Linked DNA regions of Mus musculus: region 1 is linked to region 2. The links are chromatin contacts, called in public capture Hi-C maps. All regions are on one chromosome and are shown on one strand. The core of a region is the stretch at or near the end of the contact, and the rest is flanking DNA. Distances in the headings are between cores, read along the strand shown. Region 1 overlaps D630045J12Rik (RIKEN cDNA D630045J12 gene). Region 2 has its middle 56 kb from the start of Gm38791.

Region 1 (5,014 bases), core at 364-2,863, 490 kb before region 2:
ACAGATGCCCCTGTAGAGCAAAGGAGCAAGCAGTTTCTCTTCCTTTCTCTGAATTTAGGTCCCCCTGACCAGGGAGGAAACACACACACACACACACACACACACACACAGAGTCACTCCAGCTTTTCTGGCAACAGATGGGTGTTCCTGTTCTGCTGGAAGCATATGTCCTAACACTCCAAACACTGGTGGTGGTACGCTCAGTGTGTAGAAACTGTACTCGTAGTCTTAGTATAGTCACCTGGTCCTTTCATAGGCCTAGTAATGGACACCGCATTCCCTCCTTCCCCACACAGCCTTTGCTAGCAGCCTGGGCTTGGCTTCTCGGAGGAGCCAGCAGTTGATGCTTGTTTTCCAGCCTCCAACTGAGTTCTCTGTAGGGAGGGAGGTTGGTTTTCCTTGGACTCTTCCTTTGTCTTCATTGATGACCAGCGCAGGCTTTCCTCATGGTGTCCTGGACCCTCCTTTTGGGTTTAACCTAATTTGGGGGAATACAATCTTGTTATGTTGCCCAGGCTAGCCTCAGATTACTAGCTCAAGCAATCTCCTACTGGGAAGGCAGATGGAAGCCGTGGGGCCTGGCTTGGATCGCCCTTTGTTTTCTCCATTTTCTCCTTTCACAGAAAGTACAAGGGTTTCCTCAGAGGATTTCCTACTTTGCCTCCAGGGCTGCCTTTCCAAAGATTCCCTGCTCAGAAAATCCTCCCTAGATGTCCTTAACTTTTTACTCTCCCTAAAATTCTGTGATGTGTGTTTTAAAAATAATGCCTTTCTCAGAGTTTACCTTTCACTAGCTAGATTTTCTTTTACCTTTAAGACCATATGTGTACTACATAGTTTGAAATTATCTGGAATTTTCCATTTTTCCTCTCAAAATAACCTCTCCTTGAGGGCTGTCTCCCCAAATCCTCAACCCTGTCTGCTTATGCAGTCATCTCTCAGGTTTAGGCCCGGAAGACTTCTGCCCTCAGGCTACATCCAGCCTGCTGCTGTTTTGGTCAACACTGGGCCTTTTTGTAAGACTGCCACACCCTTGCTTGCATGCTGTCTTTGGCTGCTTTTTGAGTTGGGTTGTGACCAACTTTTTATGACTTGAAGAACCTAAAATATTTATTGTCTGGCTCTTGACTGAAAGTTTTTGTTGGCTCCAGGCCTGCCGGTGCCTATGCACAGCCCCAGCCGCTTGGGAGGCGGCAGCCAAGCCGCTGGCTTGAGCTCAGGAGTTTGGAGAGAGAGAGAGAGAGAGAGAGAGAGAGAGAGAGAGAGAGAGAGAGAGGCTCTGTCTCCTTAAAACAACATCAGCAACAAAAGCTGCAAGGTTGTTGAGCCCTTACTGTCATTTAGTGTCCAAAGTAGATGCTCCTGGAAGGGAAAGGAAGTTCTCTTAATGATTAAACCAGGGCAGCAGGCACACAGCTAAACCAGGATGTCAAGCCAGTCTTTTAAGAGCCCACTAAGGACTGCAAAATAGCCACTGCAGGACATGACCTACGATGTCGTCTGAAGAATGACAGGAGCAGGAATCTGTTGTAAAATGCTGTCCTCTGGGCATGACATGACCATGGCCATTTGAGATCAGAGCAGCTGTGTTTTTCCTGAGCATCTCAGGAGCAGGCCCAGGAAACTCAAGGCCCCTCCCTTAGGATTAATCATTGCCAGGATGAAAATTTTCCTGCTGTCAGGCGGTTGCCCATGCGCCTTTAAGCCTCACTTCTGTAAAGAAATCCAAGTTAAACTTGGCTCACCAAGCTACACTTAAGGAGGACTGCTTGTGGTTTTGGTACCCCGTCTGGGATGAGCTGGTGGCTGTCCGCGTCTGAATGAATGGGCCCTGAAGCAGAATGGGGTCAGCAGACCTGAATTCAAGAGAGTAGACTTTAAGTTCTAACCCAAGCTTCCTTAGGAAACCTTAAGTCCATGGGTTTGCGTTTGTTGAGTTCCGTCCCCACGTGAAGCACATCGCCAAAGGGTGGGATGTGGGAAAGGGACGCTTGACTTTCAAATTCTCAAGAGGCAACAAGGAGACAGAGGCGTGGGAAGTTCTGACCTGTGGCTCTCTGTTGGTTTTCTGGTAGGTTTTCTGTGCCAGTGGGAACCCAAAGGAACCACCCTTCCTTCCCAGCCTGAACCTGTCTGTCCTGCTCCAAAAATTAAACTGTCTCTGTCTTTCCTTCTTTAAAGTGTGACCAGGAAGGATGAGAAGGGAGGGGCCTAGAGTATTGGGACTCTGACGTTTAGGCGCGCACACACACAGGGTTTAAAATAAATCTTTAGCTGGGCATGGTACTGTATGCCTTTAATACCAGCACTGACTACAGAGACAGGGGGATCACTGTGTGTTCAAGGCGCCAGCTTGGTCTGCATAGGAAGATCCAGGCCAGTGAGAGACTCTGTCTCAGTAAATTAAATGAAAAAGAGGGAAGATTGGGGGGGGGGTGGAATGCCACCTTGTTTCTCTGATTCTTATCTCTTAAATAGTGGGGACAGGACATTAAACTTTTCTTAATTACTCAGATACCTTTATTTTAGAGACATGGTTTCTGACTATTTGTTAGTCTTTACTATTGTGAACAGTTTTTAAATGGGTACTGAATTCTTTCTACACACACATAGTCTGTTCTACCTTTGGTTTTCACAGCCACAGAAAGTTGCCTGGGTCTCCTTAGTGTGTTTACTTGGAAGTCTGATTTGTGGCTGCTTAGGCTTCTCAGTGAAGATGTCCTTCCCCGGGTCTGACATCTATTTTACGGTTGAGTTTTACAGAAAAGAAGTTGTGAAGTATTCTCATTGGGTTTTTCTCAGTTGACATCTTTGCCTCATATAAAACATGATGCCTATTAAGAGAGATGACTTTTAATTCTTATGACAAACCCTTTCCCACAAAGTAGGACCATTTTTAAATTCCACTCTGCCCCAGAATTTAGCTTCACACTCCACCCCATGCCCCACGGAAGCACACATGTCATTCTCCCCCTTGCCTCTCACACAGTCTGATCCTGACCTCCCAGCTGATGTCCAGACACCCTCCTCTACAGAGCTGGGCAGGTATCCCGGCCTGCCCTTCTCAGCCTCTCAGTACATCCCGCCTCAGCCGTCCATCGAGGAGGCACGCCAGACCATGCACTCCCTCCTGGATGACGCCTTTGCCCTCGTGGCTCCCAGCAGCCAGCCCACCAATGCTATGGGAGCGGGTACTGGTGTGCCTGCCAGCCTACCTGTGAATAGCACCCCGTCCAGGGAAGAGAGGCGAGCCACGCAGTGGGGGTCCTTCTACAGTCCAGCTCAGACGGCCAACAACCCTTGCAGCGTAAGTACTGGACTCCTGAAATTTTTTGCTGGGCAAAGAGCTTGACTCTTGTTACCTCGCTGTCACCTGAAGGCTCCCTGTGAAAACTTTGGCTGCATTTTACATGACTTAGAGCATGCTTGGTAGATCTCAGCTTTTTATCCTTGACTACAGTTAATTCTTAGTGTTAGAAGCAGCCTTTCATGTAGCTCTGATATTTGAGGAGGATGTAGCTGGTGTTCAAGGAAATCTCTTCCCAGCTCCCTCCCGGGGTCATGAAGGGGAGATAGGTTGTCCGGGTGTGCTCTCATTGATTCCTGTAAAGGGATCCAGTTGTTTAGCTTGTCCCTGGACCACCTAGTCCTGAAGGTGCTCCTGTAGCTCTAGTCCAAGCTTACACACCAACAACTGTTTGCAAACATCAGCTTCCCACCCTGCCTTTTGTTGACATGGGTGGGTCTTTCTTTAACGCTTATCACTCTTTCTTATCATTAATATTTGTTAGAATAGAAAGCAGTGGATTTCAGTGCTCTTTTGGTACTGGGTCTGAGGCCTCTCTGAGCCCACTGTCTCTCTGTCCCCACCAATCAGAAGCCCTTTCAGGAAGCAGAGAGGACATCTGGGCTCCCTGCTCTGATCACAGGGTGGTACTAATGGGAAATCCAAAGGAGCTCACTTACTAGGCACCCTACCTGAATTGCACTTTCCAGCCCAGGGCTCCTTGGTTTGCTTCTAAATTTGGAGCTGGCAGATTATGAATTTTAATGACTGTAGATGATATGCAACTTTGGAAAGCACTGTGACGTAATAAAAATATTTTTATTAAAAAAAAAAAAAAGTAGTGGATTTCAGGCCGGACAGTGGTGGTGCACACCTTTAATCCTAGTACTCAGGAGGCAGAGGTAGGTGGACCTCTGCAAGTTCAAGGCCAGCCTGGTCTACAGAGAGAGTTCCAGGACAGCCAGGGCTACACAGAGAAAACCTGTCTCACAAAACAAAAACGATCTGCCTTTGCTTATCAATGTTACCTTATGTAAACAAGCCATACTGGATAACTCAATAGAACAAACAAAACAGCAGGCTTCCTCTTTCATAGACTGTAGCTGCAAATTAGGCATATAAGTGGTAAATCAGTTAGCGTCATTAAAATAGGCTTAGCTACATACCAGGCTTATTGTTCAATACCACTCTGACAACTCTACACATCTTACTGTTATAAAAGTGACATTTTAACTATGATCTAAAATAGGTGAGGCACCGATTGCAGGGTTAAAGAAAATAATCTAAAAGAAAGGGTCTCTTGTGGCAGAGGCTGGCCTGGGGCGTGCTCTGCTGCACAGATGACCGTGAACTTCTAATCTGCTGCCTCTACCTCAAATATTGGGGTGGCAGGTCTCTGTCACCAGTTTTGTTTTACAAGGGGTTTCTGGGGGATTGCTGGGGATCAAACCTATGCTAAGCAAGGCCGTGTCCTCAGCCCAAGGTGGAGAAAAGTTTTAGATGGGGGCGGGGGTGGGGTGTAATGAAGGACAATAAGTTTAGAAGGAGAAAACAAAACCAAACAATACAGAAACAATTGTTGTGATTAAGAAATGCAGAAGTTAGCCAGGAGGTGGTGGTCCATGCCTTTAATCCCAGGACTTGAGAAGCAGAGGCAGATAGATCACTGAGAATTTCAGGCCAGCCTGGTCTACAGAGTGAATTCTAGGACAGCCAGGGCTGCACAGA
Region 2 (4,782 bases), core at 1,135-3,634:
GCCCAATGACAGTTGACTTCCTGGAATGCCAGGCATTGTTCATGTAAGATAATGAGCTGCAAGTCAGGGGCGGTGGTGGCACACGCCTTTAATCCCAGCAGTTGGGAGGCAGAGGCAGTCAGATTTCTGAGTTCGAGGCCAGCCTGGTCTACTGAGTGAGTTCCAAGACAGCTAGAGCTGCGCAGAGAAACCCTGTCTCGAAGAGAAAAAAAAAAAGACAATGAGCTGCATGTTTTAACTTTAGTAAACAAGGTTGTGTCCAACCGTACAGGATGTGTTTATCACACATAGGTGGGAAGTATGTAGCCAGGAAGTATATCGGGATGTGTGCTTGTTCCTGATTGGATGAAGGGGGTTGGGGGATGTGGACTCAGTGGACTCGTAGTTTTGTTTTTATAAGCCCCTGTCTAATGTATTTCGAGACCATTCTCTGGGAATCTAGGGTATAGACCTGGCCAGTGTCCATCGTCCTGGCCAGCATTTAATAAAGCCTGCTTCAAATTTGGCTCAAAAGTTGTGGTAGTGGTCTTATTCTTGCCCTGTGGGGTTAACACGTTGCCTTGGCAGTCTCTGCAACTTTTCCTAGACTGAGCAGAGCCTTTCCATGGCCCACTTATTTCCAGGGATCTAAGTTACACCATTTGCACAGACTTTCCTATGGTGATAAGCAAGTCACGGATGGCGTCTAGAAGGTACACAGTGAGAGTTCCAGATTCTTGTATCTTAGAACAAGGAGTTGGACCAGGGTGCCACAGACAGTCATGGAAATAGAGATGTTTATTAAGAAAGGGAAAAGCCCTCCTGAGAATGGAGAGGGGCTAGAGAGCTTTGGACCACCAGACTCCTGAACCTTATGGAAGCACACTTTCTTGGAAGAGATCATGTGGTGTTTCTCTCAGATGCTCTGCTTTGTGACAGTTACCTTGTGGGAGGGGTTTCCAGTCTTTCTTTGGTTAGCATTGGTTTCTTTCATATGTTAATCTCTCTTTTTTAAAAAAAAAATGTTTTTCTGAGAGGTTTCTCCATGTAACAGCCCTGGCTGTCCTGGAATTCATATTTTAGACCAGACTGGTCTCGAACTCATAGAGATCCATCTGCCTCTGCCTCCTGAGTGCAGGGATTACAGGGTTTAGTAGTGCAGACTACTAAACCCAGTTTCATATGCTAGTGGGTCTTAAAATTGAATGAATAAATGAATGAATGAACAATAATAATAATAATAATTGTGTATATGTATGTGTGCACATACATGTATGCCACAACATGTGTGTGAAGGTCCTTCTGTGGTGGTTTCCCTGGTATTGACCACAGAGCTTGACAGCAAGTACCTTTACGCCACCCCCTCTCTCTTTCTCTGCTCCTCATGTGTTATTCTTGATGCCTCTTTCTTCCTGCACAAATTCTCCACAATACCATATGGATTGCTTATTTTTTCCAAGTGCAGAAGATTTTGAGTTTACTGTCTCCAAAGACAATAATAGCAAAATAACTCATAAGAAAGGAGGGGACTAGTCATTCATAAAAACACATTCAGGGACATTTATCAAACACACTACGATGGAAGGAAAGAGATGAATGGAAATTGAGTTTGGTTCTAAAGCTGAAAAAAACATTGTAATAAACAGAAGAAAAGCCAGTCTTTCATGGATATGGGGTGATAATGAGTTATGAAGGCAGAATATTATTAACTCTTTACACTTCGCATTTCAAACTAGAACATTCTGGAAAAGCGAGCACAGAACTCTATTTCTTTCAGATTCTCCCTGCCAGGCAGTAAACTGGCTTAAGATTCCCAAATTAGACAGATGTTTGCAATGTTTGTTGTGTTCTGTCTTTCTCTCTAGAGTGGATTCCTGTTAGGAAAGTTTTAAATAAAACATTAAAACAGTTGGCCACATAAGACCCTGTCTCAAGATAAAAATCTTAAGTCTGATTGAAGTTTGTGCTTTTCTCTTTGTTCAGTTTTTAGACAGAGTTTCTGTGTAGCCCTTGGTGTCCTTTAAACCCCTTACTTCACTGGTGATGACCTTGAAGTTCTGACCTCGTTGCTGGCACTTCTGAAGTGCTGAGCTAACAGGTGTACACCAGCACGTGGGTTATGGAGTACTGTGGCTGGGACCTGTCCTTTGTGCATGCTCCACACACCATCTCTCACCTGAGTACATCCCCAGCTCAAGAGACAGTTTTCCAACTTCACGATGCTTGTATTTCATAAGCAGTATTGTTTTGGAGAGGGACGATCTGACAGTTGTTTGTAGATTACTTTACCAGCTGGAGAGCTGCTCTCAATGGTTTTGAATTTCCGGGGAATTCTTTGTCATGCAAACCAAGGCAGTCAGACTGATGAAGCTGGGTCCTCCCAAGGGCCCAACAGATGGTCATTACTCATTCTGAATAAATGGCAGGAAGAACGCAGGCTCTGGCTCTCTCTACCATGTAGTAAACTGGTGCAAGATTTGAAACTACACAAACACCTACAGTGGCTGATACTCTGCCTTCTGCAATCACTGGAGTTCTGGCTTGAAAGCTTTGTTTCCAAATCACAGGTCAAGACTGGTCTAAAATATAAACTGGAAGTTGACTGAATTTCTTACGTTATTTACACGTAACAGAATAAAGAAGTGAAATGCTGAAGTCACAGCCTGAGTTGGGAGTTACTCCTGCTTCTGCCTATCTTCTCACTTTATTAGTTGTTTTCTTCCTACACCTTGCTCCACATCTTAGTGGCTAACTACAGAATTAGTTAAAATACATCATTCCTGTCTCTATGCACTGGTCATTTCTCCCCCCCCCCTTTTTATTGGTTATTTTATTTATTTACATCTCAAATGTATCCCCCTTCCCAGTTTTCCCTCCACAAGCCCCCTATACCTTCCTTCCTCCCTCTGCCTCTATGAGGGTGCTCCCCCACCCGCCCAACCACTCCTGCCTCAGCAGCCCAGTGTTTCCCTATTCTGGGCCATCAAGTCTCCACAGGACAAAGGGGCTCCCCTCCAAGTGATGCCAGATAAAGCAGTTCTCTGCTACATATCCAGCTGGAGCCATGGGTACCCCCTGTGTACTCTTTGGTTGGTGGTTTAGTCCTTGGGAGATTTAAGGGGTCTGGTTGGTTGATATTGTTGTTCTTCCTTTGGGGTTGCAAACCCCTTCAGCTCCTACAGTCCTTGCTCTAACTTCCCCATTGGGGTCTCCATGCTCAGGCCAATGTTTGGCTGTGTATATCCGCATCTATATTGGCCCAGCTCTGGCGGAGCCTCTTAGGGGACAGCTATACTGGGTTCCTGTCAGTAAGCACTTCTTGCTATCAGCAATAGTGTCTGGATTTGGTGTCAGCAGATAGGATGGATCCCTAGGTGGGGCAGTCTCTGGATGACCATTCCTTCAGTTTCTGCTCCACTCTTTGTCCCTGCATTTCCTTTTGACAGGAGGAATTCCGGATTAATATTTTTGAGGTGGGTAGTCCAATCCCTCAATTGGGTGCTGTGCCTATCCACTAGATATGGTCTCTTCAAGTTCTATTTCCCCTTTGTTGGGTATTTCTGCTAAAGTCCCCTGTTGGGTCCTGGGAACCTCTTGGGTCCCTGGCATCTGGGACTTTCTAGTGGCTATCCCCAATTCCCCCTCCCACACTGCTACACACCTACTTTCAAATTCCTGGCCCTCTGTACTTTTCTCCTGTCTCCTCCCAAATCTGAATTGCCCCCCCTTTTCCCTCCCCCTCCTCTCTTCCTCTACTTCCCAGAGATTATTCTCTTCCCTCTACTGAGTAGGACTGTAGCATCTACACTTTGGTATGATCTTTTTTCTTCTTGGGTTTCTTATGGTCTTTGGATTGTATTGTGGGTATTCTGAGCTTCTTTTGGGCTAATATCAATTTATCAGTGAGTACATAGTCCCATAACCCCTAAGGAACTAAAAACAGTCATTAAAAGTCTCCCAATCAAAAAATCCCCAGGACCAAATAAATGATTGTAGTGCAGAAATCTATCAGACCTTCAAAGAAGATCTAATACCAAAACTTCTCAAAGTATTTCATAAAATAGAAACAGAAGGAACACTACCTAATACATTCTATGAAGCCACAGTTACACTAATACCTAAGCCACACAAAGACTCAACAAAGAAAGAGAAAGAACTTCAGACCAATTTCCACCGTGTATACTCAATAAAATTCTTGCAAACAGAATCCAAGAACACATTAGAACCATCGTTCACCATGGTCAAGTAGGCTTCATCCCAGGGATACAGGGATGGTTCAATATATGGAAATCCATCAACACAATTCACTGTATAAACAAACTCAAAGGAAAAAAAAACCCACATGATCATCTCATTAGATGCTGAAAAAGCCTTTGACAAAATACAATACCCCATTCATGCTAAAAGTATAAAGAGAATAGGAGAGACTAGGAATTCAAGGTCTATATCTAAATATAATGAAAGCAATATACAGCAAGCCAATAGCCAACATCAAACTAAATGGAGAGAAACTTGAAGCAATCCCACTAAAATCAGGGACAAGACAAAGCTGCCCACTCTCCCCCTATCTATTCAATATAGTACTTGAAGTCCTAGCCAGAGCAATTAGGTAACAAAAGGAGATAAAAGGGATACAAATTAGAAAAGAGGAAGTCAAAATATCACTATTTGCAGATGATATGATAGTATGCATAAATGACCCCCAAAAAATCTACTAGAGAACTCCTACAGCTGATAAACAACTTCAGCAAAGTGGCTGGATACAAAATTTACTCAAACAAATCAGTAGCTTTCCTCTACTTA

The links. Capture Hi-C pulls out chosen DNA fragments and counts their contacts.
Region 1: a capture Hi-C map of embryonic stem cells shows a contact between it and region 2, with 2.8 times the contacts expected there. The contact joins two enhancer-like sites. A contact is called at or near these places in 1 of 115 datasets of contacts at active chromatin or transcription factors (trophoblast stem cells) and 1 of 9 other capture datasets (embryonic stem cells).

The regions. Positions count from the first base shown.
Region 1 is chr6:38,140,885-38,145,898 of GRCm38.p6, reverse strand. It overlaps D630045J12Rik (RIKEN cDNA D630045J12 gene), which reads left to right. Exons shown (of 20, transcript NM_194061.3): 16 at 2,990-3,307. It overlaps Gm52858 (a long non-coding RNA gene), which reads right to left. Exons shown (of 3, transcript XR_003956278.1): 2 at 2,624-3,603; 3 at 1-478. Among named protein-coding and RNA genes, the nearest start is that of Gm52858, 3.3 kb to the right of the region's middle. Within about 2 kb of position 1,613, at least 101 of the 459 cell types and tissues checked have an H3K27ac peak or open chromatin away from gene starts, as enhancers often do. A contact at or near this core is called in embryonic stem cells, where this site is marked.
Region 2 is chr6:37,655,798-37,660,579 of GRCm38.p6, reverse strand. No RefSeq gene overlaps it. Among named protein-coding and RNA genes, the nearest start is that of Gm38791, 56 kb to the left of the region's middle. Within about 2 kb of position 2,384, at least 27 of the 459 cell types and tissues checked have an H3K27ac peak or open chromatin away from gene starts, as enhancers often do. A contact at or near this core is called in embryonic stem cells, where this site is marked.